Regions from separate parts of the Zea mays genome. Here region 2 is linked to region 1. Evidence: chromatin contacts called from public Hi-C data. All regions are on one chromosome and are shown on one strand. The core of a region is the stretch at or near the end of the contact, and the rest is flanking DNA. Distances in the headings are between cores, read along the strand shown. Region 1 holds the start of LOC103649555. Region 2 has its middle 13 kb from the start of LOC103649556.

Region 1 (7,034 bases), core at 1,265-3,764:
GGCCCAGGACGGTGCGGGTCTTCTGCGACGACAACGACGCGACCGACTCGTCCGGCGACGAGGCGGAGGGCGCGGCCGCGCGCAGGAGGGTGAAGCGCTACGTGCAGGAGATCCGGCTGCAGCGGGCGGTGCCGGTGAAGGAGGAGGCGGCGTCCGCGAGGGCCGTCGCGGGGGAGCGGCCCAGGCCGCTGGCCCTCCCGGGGCGGAAGAGGAAGTCCGACGGCGCCGGCGCCGGCGCCGAGCCCCGGTTCCGCGGCGTGCGGCGGCGGCCGTGGGGCAAGTACGCGGCGGAGATCCGCGACCCCTGGCGCCGGGTGCGCGTCTGGCTCGGCACCTTCGACACCGCCGAGGAGGCCGCCAAGGTGTACGACTCGGCCGCCATCCAGCTCCGCGGGGCCGACGCCACCACCAACTTCGAGCACGCGGCGGTCCCCGTCCCCGTCCCCGACGAGGTCGCGGGTCGCCTCCCGCAGCCGCCGCCGGCTCCGGCGTCCAAGAACGCGTCGTCCTCCGCCACGTCCTCCTACGACTCCGGCGAGGAGTCCCACGCCGCGGCGGCCTCGCCGACCTCCGTTCTCCGCACGTTCCCTCCGTCCTCCGCGGCCGCCGACGCCACCTGCAAGAAACCGGCGCCGGCCGCGGAGACCGACGAGTCGACCGGCGTCGGCGGCAGCAGGAGCAGCGTGTACGCATACCCCTTCTTCGCCAACGACGACTGCTTCGGCGGCGACTTCCCCCCGCTGTACACTGACTTCGACCTGCTGGCCGACTTCCCGGAGCCGACGCTGGACTTCCTGGCGGACATCCCCGAGGAGAAGCTGCCGCCGCTGCCGGAGCCGTTCCCCGCGGCGAGCCCCGACGAGTGCCCGTCCGACGCGGAGGCGGCGTCGCCGGCGAGGTGGCAGCAGGTGGACGACTTCTTCCAGGACATCACCGACCTGTTCCAGATCGACCCGCTGCCCGTCGTCTAGCGCTCCCGCCCGCCCGCCAGCCCTCCCCTCCCTCTGCGCACCGGATCCGCCTAGCCCGTCCGGCCAATTTTGTTTTCGTGCTGTTGTTGTTTTTTTGGGTCCTAGTCGTTAATTCTTTTAGCGTAAGGTGAAGAGAGAGAGAGATAAGAGGTGTCCGTCCGGCTCTGCAGTGCGTCCTTGTGGCCCCGCCGCCGCCGCTGCTGCCATGTGTGCCGAGCATCTACCCCCCCGGCAAGGAGGAAGAAGAGTCCTTGACCGGGGCGAGCGAGGCTGTCTGTCTGCCCCTTGCTCACCGAGTTATCAGTAATCGTCGGGGATTATAATCAAGTCATGAGTAATTAGCGACGTGCTGTCTCTGGTTTTGTCTGTCGCCTCGTCTGGGCGGGCAGCAGTGTGTTGCACGACGGACGGCGCGACGGTTCCCCATACGGCCCGCTGTTTGCTCGCCTCGCACCGGAGGGCCGTACGCAGCAGTAATTGCCGGAGCCGGTCTTGGTCGCTGGGATCGCAGCGGAACCGGCACATTTACGGCGTCCCCTGGCTGATGGGGTCTCTGGTGCGCGTGTTTTTTTCCGTGCTCTGCGTAGCTGCGCCGTAGCGGTATTTCCGTCGAGCGCCGTGGCTCGAGGGGCCCCGAGGACACGCCGCCGGCCGGCGACAAGGATTATGAAATGGCATATGGCTTTGCTTCGGGGTTGTTAATTAACTCGTCTGACCCGCCCTCTTTTCCTCGTGGGTAGCGCAGGGGCTGTGCGTGGCTTGGCGTCGCTCACGCTGTGTTCTCCTGCCACCGTGCGTGGCCTCGCCTGCAAAATGCCGCGCCCCTTGGACTCTTTTGACCGCCTTTGCTTGCACGGCGGCCAGCCCTCCTCCCCCCGTTCCCTACGTAGGCGTGCGCACAGTGCTCTGCTCCGGGTTCAAAATTCAAATAACGGCAAGGCCAGGAAGGAAGGAATACATGGGAAAGAGAGGGATGGGCTAACCGGTAGAGAAGCATGTGGGACGGGGACGACGAGGAGAGGAGAGGAGAGCGGTGCTCATCGCCTTTTAGGAAGGAGACGGGGAATTCTCCCCCCCTCCCTCTTTTGGCCATCGTCCCTTTCTGTCCAGCACCCGGCTTGGGCTGTGACGCTTCCACGGCCATCCGTCCGTGATCCATCATCCGCCCTTTGGTTTGGGTATCTTGTTGATCGCCTGCGCAGGTCCGCAGCAGCACCACCACCGAGGACGTCGCCAGCTTTACCCCCCCATGGGACCGGGACCAGAACCAGACCGGCCGGGTTGGTCGGAATCTCTCGACGGGGGAGACGAGCGGCGGACGGGGACGTCGCCGGCCGACGGGGCGGCCCCACCACGCGCGCGCGAGGGGTCGACCCACCGAGAACGAAGACAACTTTACGAAACCAACTTTAGCCAGCCCGGCGAGGCGAAGCCGGTGGTATGGGGGGCAAAGAAGACGAGCAAACTGTATTTGTCCTTCGTGGACCGTCCTAGCTACGCGGCTAGGCTCACTGTGCGAAAGGACGACGGCTTCTGGCGTTGAGATTGTGAGGATTTTTTGGGTCATTGTGGAAGAAGGGAAGCCCCGTCTGTCACGTTCACGTCCCCTCCATCGGGACCTGCACGCCCTCGTGTCTCGCCCCCGTTGGCCGCGTTCGCCCTGCCATAGCAGCCTAGCCGCCTAGGCCTGCTTGCCTGCTTGCCTGCGCTGCTGCCACTGCCCTCTCTCTCTCTCTCTACAGTACTAGCTAGCGGTGCGAGCGAGGTGTGTGCCTCCCAAGGCCCGGAATGCCTGCCTGCGCGTCAGTCCGCACAGGGACAGGGCGACGGAGGACGGGAGGAGGGCGGCGTCGCCTCAAGTCTCGTCCGAAATTTTAACGGGAGCAGACAACTACAGAGCGAGCACACACCGCGGCAACCTAGAGCTATGGCTATGTCTATGGATTCGTCAGCGTCGGCCGTCACCGTCAGCCTGACCCGTGGCTTGCCAAACGACGCGACGCGACGGCACGGCACGGGTACACGGCCCCGCCGCCCCACACCACGCCGTGTGCACTCGCCACCCACGACGCCGACGGCCGCCGCCGCAGCAGCAGCAGCAAAAACACGCGCGCGACGCCAAACAAAACAACACGGGAGGAGTGCGGGCCGCGTTTCACACTCTCGACCCGACTCGCTGGGCAGACGGAGGAGTAGGCTGCACGCCGGCGAGCCAGGCCGACCGAGCGAGCGTGAGGTCAAGTGGCGTCGCCGTCGCGGCCCCGGCCCCGGGCCCGGCCGTGTGTGGTGGCCAGGCGTGCCGACCACTGTTTCCTAGGCGGGGGCGCGCACACGCGGCGCACGTGCGCCGTACGCTGCCGGCTGCCCGCTCCCGGGGCCGCGTGCCTGTCCGTGCTCGGGGCCGGGGCCGGGGCCGCCAGGCTTTGAGTGCGCAACAAGCTAAGCCTTCCCGAGCCGCGGAACGCTGTGCTGCCGCGCTGCTGCTGGTGGCTGACGCCGCGGCGGGCCGCCCGGTCGGTCCTCGTCCTCGTCCTCCTCCCCCTCCCGCTGCTCCAGTGCTTCCTACATGAGTGACCAAGCCTCGTGCTGGTCGCATGCATCCGTACCGCCGGTGCAGCAGCAGGCCAGCAGCACCACCACCCTCCATGAATTGCCTAGTACTAGAGAGCGTTCGCTACTGTAGCGGCGACACGCGCAATCTGTAACACGCACGCACTCACGCTGATGGCCATCTGGGTGCGTGACGCCATTTCAAATTCAAGGCAGCACTCCACTTGAGTTGATAGTTTAGCCTTGTGGGCATCTGGGTTGCAATCGATTGCGCTCTCAGGCACTTGAAACCCAATCATGCATTCCAAACACAAAGCTCTGAAATCCCTGCAAAATAAAATTTAAAGGCGGACATCCATGGACGGACGGAGGTGCTGTATAATCAGGCATGCATGCACTAGACTTGTGTCTTTTTTGCTCTGTCTCTCTCACTCACTCTCTAGCATATCCCTTTGTGCAGGGATAACACCAAATAGCAGGCGACCTCATGATTCCGAGTCATAATCTCCAGGGGAGCGAGGGAGGGACATTTCGTTTGACTATATATTTCCGTGCTCGCGGTGGTCCTGTCCCGTGAGCCTCGTCTCTGGACAGACACTTGTAAAAGACTTTCTTTTTCTTTATCTTTTTTATCTCTCTGATATACTATTAAAGAACGTCGGTTTAGGTCATAAACCGACGTTATTACTTTAATAGACCGACATACTTAACTTACGCATATAGCCAAGCAAGTACATCGGGTCGATATACCTATTGCCTTCCTCCTCTTTTTCTTCTAGTTCTAGTGCCCCTCTTATTCATGTCGTCGTCTCGAGGTACATATTCCTCATCTTAAGTTGGGGGTTACACCATCGTCGAGGAAGAAGACTAATCTTGTACTTGATGTTGTTGCGGTCGCACATCGTCTATCTCCATAGTCCTTATTGCGGCCGTTGGAATCTCGTTTTTATCTCAGTCATCAAGATCAACTTGCACTTTTGGAGAGTCATTAGTCTCATCAAATACAACGTCACTAGTGACTTCAACTAAATCTGAAGATATGTTGAAGACTTTATATGTCTTTGTATTTGAATCATAACAAAGTAAAAACCCTTCAACGGCTCTGGGAGCAAGCTTTGAATATCTACCTTTATTGACCAAGATGTAGTATTAGCTCCCAAATACACCAAAATAAGAAACATTGGATTTGTTACATGTTAGGAGCTCATATACGTCTTCTTGAGGATGCGATGTATACGTCTTCAACGGCTCTTTTCTAGCAATCCACCTTTTTCGTTAAGAGCATCAATTAATTCATTAATTTTATCTACTTTAGATCTATCCAAGCTCTTAAAAAGATCGCTATAATATATATCATCATCAGATTCCTCGTCACTAGAAGTGTACTTAGGAGTGTCATGTGTATGTGCCTTCTTTTCCTTAGCCATGATGCATGTGTGTCGCTTGTTGGCGGTCGCGGAGACTGTGGTTCCGGCGACCAGTGACGTCACAGGCGAGTGCGGTCGTCGCGGTGAAGGCGTCGACGGTGGAGGATGTGATGGTGGCCTCGTCCTCGGCGATCGCGATGGTGTCTATGGCGGCGTCGGTTGTAGGTGGCAGAGGCAGGGCGTAGGCGCTTTGGCCATCGCGACCGTGATTGAAGGATTGATTGATGAAGAACAGTACGGCGTGCGTTGGTATACTCGTTTTTTTCTTTCTTTCTGTGGTAAAAGTTTTAATTGTTACTATTACAAATAAGGTAGAGTAGTTTAACTATACAAATAACACACCGTAACTTGCAGTTAAATATCTGGACGTTACACGAACGCGAACAGTAGAGAAGCGGTTTGAAGATGCTGAAAGTTTGCGAGACACGTAGTGACGAATCGCACGGACCACGCAAATTGCGCAAATTTTTTGGGCGTTGACTTCTCCTTCCCGAAACCACAGACACAAAAAAAGACGGCGTGGCCGGCCATTGCTTTACCTGCCCTGCCTCGCGCACACGATGCAAACCGGCACTAACGCCTCATACATACATAGTATATGGTTCTGCATTCTCTATCCCCTTTTTTTATTTTTTATTTTTTGTTAATTGGCGATCAGGCAGGACCTAAGAGAGAGTGTAGCTACTCCTGCTTTGCAAGTATACCTGGTGAAAGTGACGGGAGCAGCGGCGAGCAAGACAACCCAACGGAGGCTTTCTTTCTTTCTTTTCTTTTCTGTCACATGTAATGCAAGGCGCTGGTCTGGCTGGAGAAGAAAGGGGTCGGGCGCCACGGCTCTAAAGGCGCTGCTGCGTTTTTGCCACTGAAAGTGGGCATGGTATTAGCAGATCTGCCCAAAGAGAGGCCTATCTTATCTTTGCAGGAAAAATCTCAGGACCTTCCGCACATCTGTCTAATAATAACTTGAGAGAACAAAGGCTAGAGTCCGCTGTCGCCTCGCCTGTTGGGTAAAGCAGAGAGAAAGAGAGAGAGAGAAGTGGTACTGTACTGTACTGTACTCTATAGGCATCTCCAGCTGCTATATAGTGTATACATCACGGGTTCAACCTGCAAACGTCCCTGGATAAAAAAAACAATAATCTTTCAGATGTTATTACGTACTAGTGTATTTTCAGATCTTTGTTGCGGCAACAGTCAGAGCTGGATTTGTTTTAAATTTTTTTGGCGGATGCTACTAACAAACAAACAAACAGCAGGCAGATACTGACGTCCAAAAGGAAAAAAAAGGGAGGAAGGAAAGAAAGAAGTCTGTCCAGCCTGTCCAAGTAACACGAGTGGCAGCTTAGCTAGCGTCACAGCCCGATTGCTAATCTCCGTTGCGAAACAGTCCAAACAGAAACAGGGACGCCCGGTGCTGCTAGCAAGGCAACAAATCCGTTCTGTGTTGACTGTTGACCGACCAGATCCCACCCGCGGCAGCTTCAAAGCTACCGTTTCACCCGGGGCCTGCCTTTTCAGAAACAGGATGAATGCATGCATGCATTCCCAAGACCCAATGCATACTACTGTACTCCACTGGAGGAAAGAACAGCACAGGAAACATGGAGGAGAAACCGGACTCCACCTATAGATGTCCATCTGCGCCGGGCCCATCAGGTGGCCCGCGACACAACACGAATTTGTCCCAGCCCAGAACCGGCACGACCCGGCTTCAATCATGCCTGGGCTAGCCCGGCCCATTCGCCGTGTCGGACTGGGCCACAGAAATCAGCCCACCGGGTTTAGCCCGACCCGACTCGTTTGAGGGGAGGCACGCGGCGGCCTGGTTTATGTTAACCGGACGCGCGCCCCACCCCACTCCCTCGACTCGGCCGACATCCGTCTCTCTGACTCACTTTGACGCTCTCGCCTCACATTAGCGCTCTCGCCCTCGCCTCGCTCGCTCTCTCTACGACTCCGCCCGAACCCTAATCCCCTCTCCCCTCTTGAATCTGCAGTTCGTCGTCGGCCGTCGGTGTCTCCTATGCTTGGACTCAGTTCCCTGCCGCCCAACGCCGCCGTGCTTGGACATCTATACTTCCTCTCT
Region 2 (7,034 bases), core at 2,210-4,709, 56 kb before region 1:
CCCGGACCTGTCATATCCTGCATTCAGAACGCCGACAGCGCTTTGGATCCTAAAACTCGGACATGCGTGCCGTGTTTATCCGGCACCGCGGTGTTTGTGCTCGGTGGATTCTTCCCACCTTTCCACCAAGGCACCAAGTCATGTCATCTTCTTCCCTCTGTGGCTCTGTATGAGCTTTCTTAGAGACTGAATTCAGAGATTTGTGTTGTGGGATTATAGGTGTACATTCAAAAATATCCGACCTGTTTGGCTGTTTATCGGCTTACGGTCTGATACGTAATTGTTTAAACGTGTCGAACTTATTTCGTCCTGTTCAAAATTATATAAAAAAAACTCTACTCTGCTCTTAGTATATTAAGAAGACACCAAAACATGGTATTGGCTAAGAAAATCCTCGAACTCAATCCACCGCCCACTCTGCAACGGAGCACCGAGGAATTGTACTCGGAACCTAGAGGTGTTACTCGGAAGATACCAGCACTGGCCATCTGTTCTCAGTAATTAATTATCCATCTGTTCTCCTTTGGCAGACCAGATACCAGTACTGGTCTCTGGCAATGTGTTTCAGTTCATAACATCGAAGATATACACTTATAAGATGGATGATGATCAGATATAAAGAAGAAAACATTAGCAAACTTGGATCCAGTTATAAGGCTATCTCTCCAACAAATCTTCTATATCACATTGTCTATCTTAATTATTCCTTATTTTTTAAACTTCATCCTGTACAAATGGTTCCTGATCTACAGGGAATAAATGGGACGCGGCGTGGCGTGTCGTTTCTGACAAGAGGGAACAGGCAACTATTGTGAGACCGCATGATATGATGCTTTCTCGCCGTGATTTTTCTTTTGTTCCTGCCATCATATATATCATATGTCCTTGTTAACGGCTGCATAATAATTGCGTCTCTCGCTCGGTGATGATGAGGCCAGTTTTTCCAGCTCACCCCGAGCTGATAGGGTTTGCATAGCTTGAATGCACTACGTACGGTCGAGTTCTGGCTTCTGGGGGTTTAGTCACTGCAAGCATGTCTCGGATTCTACCAGCATCATCGCATGCATTCGTCCATGGCACTGCAAGCTATATTCTGCTCTTCCTCATGGTAGCATCGTTAAACTTCAGCATACAGTAACGCAACGACAGTCATGCTGCAAAGTTGAAGCAGTAGAATAATCCACTCGATCGAGAATCCCCGTCGAGGCCGAGACATGCGTGGCCTGCGTCACGCAATATGGAGCTTAAATTTCTTTTTCTTTTTCTTTTTTTTTTTGCAGTACAGCCAGCCAGGAACAAGACTGTAGTGCAACTGCAATAATCCTTCGTTTATTACAGCTTGCAGGCATCAGTACGACCTGCGCGCTTCTGAGTTTCTGAATGATATTCCAGGCGTCAATAACTGACGACGCTGTGCTCGCGCATTCAGAACAGTCGCAGCTATACTGACGACGGAAGTGCATGGTGCTCAGGGCCTCAGCTAGCTAGCCTACCGGTAGACGTCTCCTGCAGTCTGATTTGTTTTTTTTTCTCTCCCTGTGATGGTGCGAGATCGACGCCGAGTAGTGGCAGCATCAGCAGCAGCTAGCAGAATCATCTCGCCACAACCAACTTATTACTTACTCAAGTACGTACGCGCATGCAGCAACGCAATATATATGAACTAGAGGTCAAATTCTTTCTGTCCTGGTTGTCATCTGAGGCTGGAAATGCAGGTCAATTTATAAAATTTCGGCGGCCCTTGAGGACCCGCACGAATTCATGGCCGTATTTCGATCGAGCCCTCTCTGAACTGTAACTGTAAAAGTCGCAGAAAGAAAGACAGGAAGAACACAATATATATGAGATCTAATCTTAATCTAGCTAGCACACACAACTCTTGAGAATAAACAACAAAGCCCTGAGAATCTCACAGTCGCAATAGTACGTATGTACTTGTAGTAAGAGAGGCATAAAATAGTGCCAACTGCAATTAATAGTATTTTATAAAAAAAATCTCAGTTGACAGGGACGGTTTGAGTGGCCATATGGATGGGGATGGCTACACGAGCTAGCGATCGCTTTTTTACTTGTCTAATCATCCCCCCTGATTCCATGCTGAAAGGCGCTGTTTAGGTGAGGGATGGGAAAGGCTAGCTATTTCGTTCGTGCACACGAGTGGGTGCATGCGATGCGACCGGCCGGCCCGACCCAGGAAACCAGGTGTCCCCTGCGGAATTGAAAAAACCTGGAAATCCCAAAAAAGGCTTTCGGCTGCATACGACGACGAGGCAGAGAAGACAGCACCGCCGGAGCAAAGCAAAGCAAAGCAATGCAATGCAATGCAAGAACATGCGGACAAGAAGAGGCGCCAAACAAGCAGCCGCGTCGCCCCCACTATGCTTGGTGTCCCATCGCACTGCAGCAGCTGGTGGTGCAAGTGTCCGGCCGCCGAACTGAACATGCATGTGCGTCCCTCCATCGGAATTTTTGGCTTCACAAAGATGCTGGTTCCCTTCCCCTAGCTTGCTCACACGATCGAACCAATGACAAGGACGACGACAATTATGAGCTTATGATGGCGCGTACTTTTGTAATCGTCGATCCATCTGGAAAAGAAAGGGAACTTGCACTGTCGTATAAGTCGATCTATCGACAACTGTAGTTTGTATGATTGAGTTGAGTTGTGCATGCATGGTCTCTGCATGCAGTGATCGACGAGCAGTAGCAACAGGCTAGCAGCGCAAAGTGTGTGTGTGATGTGATGGAAACATGCAAGCATGAGCTGCGCCGCTGCGAGCCGCCGCCGGCCAATGCAGGCCCGGCGCCCGCCGGCGGGGGCAATCGCATGGCGTGAGTGGCAGTTGCCAGTGGAAGGGAAAGGTTCTGGCCGGCTTTCGGGAGAAACGGTGCTGGATCGATCGGTGAGATGTCAAACAACACCCCATTTATTCGACCCGACTCGGGTCTTCCATGTGAGCCATGCTAAATAACTTACGACCCGGCCTTAGATTCCACACGAATCCGGTCTGATGCAACGTTTGAACAGATATAGTTCTCGTGATTGGTATATCCTGAACATGTAGATGTAACGTATACCAAAAACATATCTCCTTGTTGCATGAGTGGATACGCCTAAACGGTGCGTTTTTCATGGACCACGGCCACACGCCTCACTGGATCCAAGCGCGGCTGGTCCGTCTAACCAATCAGGCGGAGTGTCAGTGAACTCAAACACCCCCATTTATTTATTGGACAGGTCACAATTTGTTTTTTTTTTTAAAAAAAAAAATAGAAACAGAGGTGACGGTCGATGGAATCCCATTCCAAATCTGCACAGGCAGTACGTAAAATAGCACACACGTGCGTACACGTCCTAGCGTACTGCTACTGTACTCCGTACGTATGCGTACGCTCTGCGCTTGTACTGTACGTACTGTACCCACACTGCAACTGCGCTGCAAGCTGCTGGGAGGGAGCTGAGCACATGTACGCGCAATGAATTGCCGAGGACGGACTCAGCAAGAGCCAGCTGGGAGCAGAGAATCTGGCCTGGCCGTGCGACGGCGACTTGCTGCTGCGCGCGCGAGCTCGACGGTACCGCATAGGATTTCACTGCCCGGCGCGTACTACGCCGTTTGATCACGAATGTAACAATGTTTATTCAATTCACTGCATGCATGGTACATGCTCGATCATATCAGCAGGAACACAACCAACACCCGTTGCATTCCGTAATCAAGGCTGCACACACAAATGTGTGTGTGTGATGATATGGCCTTGTTTATGCAGGACAGGCAGAGGGAAACAGTACGTACGGCCATCGCGACGACGCCTCATTGTTTTGTCGGAAGGAAGTGGCCGGATCTGGTCGCCGGCCGTACGACCGCGAGCCCATTTTTTTTTCTTTCCTTTTGGCTTAGGGATATGCTATTCTAATTAAGCCCCGCCTCCTGCCTGCCTGCCTGCCTGCTGCTGTTGCACTGCCAATGCAGCCTTCAAAAAACAAAGTCGCATGCATGATTAGTTGCATGCGTACATCTTCTTCTTGTCGTTGTTGTTTTTCAATTTTCCGTTCGTCTCGGTTTTAGCTCGGGGTCAAAAGCGAGCACGTACCGTGGTACAGTAGTAATCTGCCCTAGCACTAATTATTTTGAGTGCAAGTACGTACTCAGTAATATTAACTAGATAGGATGCCCTACCAGTGACTGACAAAAGATAAGTTCTACATTAACAAAAAACTACTGCTTCAGGAATATATCTAGATCGAGCGGGATATCGAGACAAAGAATTAGCTTGGCTCGGCTCGGCTCGTTTGCGATCTCGAAATTACTCGTTTATCTCTCGAGTCAGAACAAAAACTATCGGTAGCCCAAGGACTGAGGTTTTATAGGGGACCCGATGATCGGTAGCCCAAGGACTGGCGGTGGCATGCGTTTAGAGCTTAGAGGGAGTGTATTGGATACAATACTAAGTTTTGTGGCGGTTTCTGCCTCAAAACCATCGGGATGACGATTTCTCAAGCTTAGACCTGAACAACCAAGTGAAGTTTTGGTGAGTTGGACCATAATGCCCCCGAGAGGTAAAGTGGATTGGCTCTATCCACCTAGCTAGGGGCAAATATTTGGAATATGTAATTCCCATATAAATAAAAAGGAAGGCTAATCCAACCACAACCCCATTGTTTTATTATCATCTCTTTCATTTTTCGAGAAAACCCAATATCTTACAAAAGAGAGCCTTAGATCCTTCTTTGCTTGATAGCGCCTCAACCGTAGCTTATTGCTATAGCATCACGCGAGAAACCAAAGTCGGCGAAACAAAAGGAGAAAAAAAAAGTGTGTTAGACTATCTTGAGCAGCTCTTCTATCATATTCCATATCTCACCTTTTGTTTCAAACTCCACTGCTGGACGCAGCCTTATGGGCCTATAGCTAGGTCAGTTGAGGAGGACTGGGGGAGAGAGAAAAGTTCGAAAACAGTATTACGAACCGTGTTGATACACTGATGGTGAAGCTCCTTTTAACCCTGCCAAAGAGAACAACCTTACCTTAGATGTTGCAGTTGAAATTAATAAAGCTCATCTCTGGACGTACGAGCGAGGGCTAGCTCTGCAGTCAAATCAATGGAGATCGTGCTTCATTCCGTGACACTTGTTTATTAAGCGGAACCAAACTCGAGAAGATGAGCGAGGAGGAGGCCAAGTTCAGTCGTCCAACTCTAAACAGCTCGTAGTGGTCGTCCTGCCTCATGTGCGCCTTAAATGGGTTTGTGCATTCCCATGCCAAGGACGACGTCCACAGCAGAAAAGAACAATTTGACGCTACATCATGCATCCCAAGAATGCTGTGGTAGTGCAGCTGTTGTTGCTACTGGTGTGTGTGTGTGTGTGTGTGTGGCGACGACGAAGGATCTCTGGGCTCTGCCTGCATTGCTCGGTTCCTCAATAGTACCACGGAGTATGCATACTGTGGCAGTGCGAATCAGACATCCAGACGACTTTACATGGCTCTAGGCGCCGTGTGCTGTGGGCTGTGGCCCGGCGGGCATTGATCCAAATGACGCTTGGAGAAAAGGTGCATGGGAGAAACCAAGACAACGTTTATTGAGAGTATAAATAAAATCATGCATCCATGCGTTTGGTTCTGTGCACTTAAACGGTTCGGTGTTCAACGAACCAAATGGTCTATTATTCCCACGATAATCATTCACAGTATGCTGATGATGGTGAAAGACACACGACGCCAACTTCGATTCTCAAGACCAAGATGGTGGGATTTTACTAAGGAGATGATGAGCAAGATGATCTCATATAATCTAGAGTTTTTTTCCTGGTCTGTAGAGTTCCTTGTTTGTGCTTAGTTTGCTGGGTGGCAATGCAAGATGATATTATGGTGTGTTTGGTTTAGCTTTCTGAAATAGATTAATCTGTAATCTCAACCAAATGAGTATAATAGCATAATAGAATCCTGAAAAAAAAACTATAGATTTCTTTAGTTCAATCCAAAATCACCTCTTACCCCAAATTTCTATCATGCATGTTACATGTTATCATGCTCTTGTAGAATCTATAGTTTCAACCAAACAAATTCTATTTTTTTCACAATTGACGACTCACAACAGTTTTCTCACAACTCATTAGAAATCTACCGCTGAAATTTTGACTTCTTGTGAGCTGTGTGTTTGAATTTGGAGTGAACAAAGTTGTATACGGAGGAGTATATATATAGAAAGGGGATCGTATCCAGTGCACAAGGGCCACGCCGTGCACAAATGCACAAAACGAAATCTGGCCGTCCATTTTCCATCCAACGACATGACGGCGCGGGGGGTTTTTCACAAAACAGACTCGGCAAGCTACGGAGGCTGCGGGAGGGTTCATCTGCATATTTACGACGGCCGTTGGATGGGAGACGGACGGCCAGATTTCGTTTTGTGCATTTGTGCACGGCGTGGCCCTTGTGCACTGGATACGATCCCTATAGAAAGGGCTGGGTGTACGGACGGACGAGTGCGTGTGGTATGGTTTGTCGTTGGCATGGGGGGTGTATATATTTGTCCTGCTACGCGTATGTACGTACTTTTGTCCTACGTGCATTGCATGGCACCTACACGACGGACGACGTAACTAATTTCTTATTAATTTTTAATATTATAAAAAACAGTTGGCTTCTCAACAACAAGACTAGCTATATATTACTACACTATATATACACACACAGTAGCACACTAGCTACTACAGTAGTCAAATACTGGCATGGCACTAGGTAGCTAGCTAGATAGTTAAGATATCTACTAGCTAGCTTAGCTAGCAGCTGAGCATGATCACGGGGCTCACACGTACGTACGGCCAGTAGAGCAGCTGTTAGTATGCGCGGGCAGCAGATGGTAGCTCTCTTCAAGACCTGAACCTAATCAATCGATTTAACTATAACAAACAAAATACTAAAGAGCTAGCAGCAGGGGCTAGAAGAAACAAAGAAACGGGAAGAGGCCAGCAGCTCTTGTTCATGGCACGCGCGCCCAGCTAAGCTAGCTAGCACCAGGTACCGAGG

What was found. Hi-C and Micro-C count contacts between places; a contact is called where the count stands out from the background.
Region 2: a contact with region 1 is called in a Hi-C map of root tip, with 4 times the contacts expected there. The contact joins the enhancer-like site here to the promoter of LOC103649555 in region 1. A contact is called at or near these places in 18 of 25 Hi-C or Micro-C datasets (bundle sheath, ear, endosperm and 5 more) and 3 of 3 datasets of contacts at active chromatin or transcription factors (leaf, seedling and shoot).

Annotation. Positions count from the first base shown.
Region 1 is chr3:2,676,646-2,683,679 of Zm-B73-REFERENCE-NAM-5.0, reverse strand. LOC103649555 reads right to left here and starts at 2,514. Exons shown (of 4, transcript XM_023301951.2): 1 at 1,955-2,514. The coding sequence starts at 2,133. It overlaps LOC103649554 (pathogenesis-related genes transcriptional activator PTI6), which reads left to right. Exons shown (of 1, transcript XM_008675276.4): 1 at 1-1,316. The coding sequence ends at 971.
Region 2 is chr3:2,733,551-2,740,584 of Zm-B73-REFERENCE-NAM-5.0, reverse strand. No RefSeq gene overlaps it. Among protein-coding and RNA genes, the nearest start is that of LOC103649556, 13 kb to the left of the region's middle. Within about 2 kb of position 3,459, at least 10 of the 20 cell types and tissues checked have an H3K27ac peak or open chromatin away from gene starts, as enhancers often do. A contact at or near this core is called in ear, root tip and tassel, where this site is marked.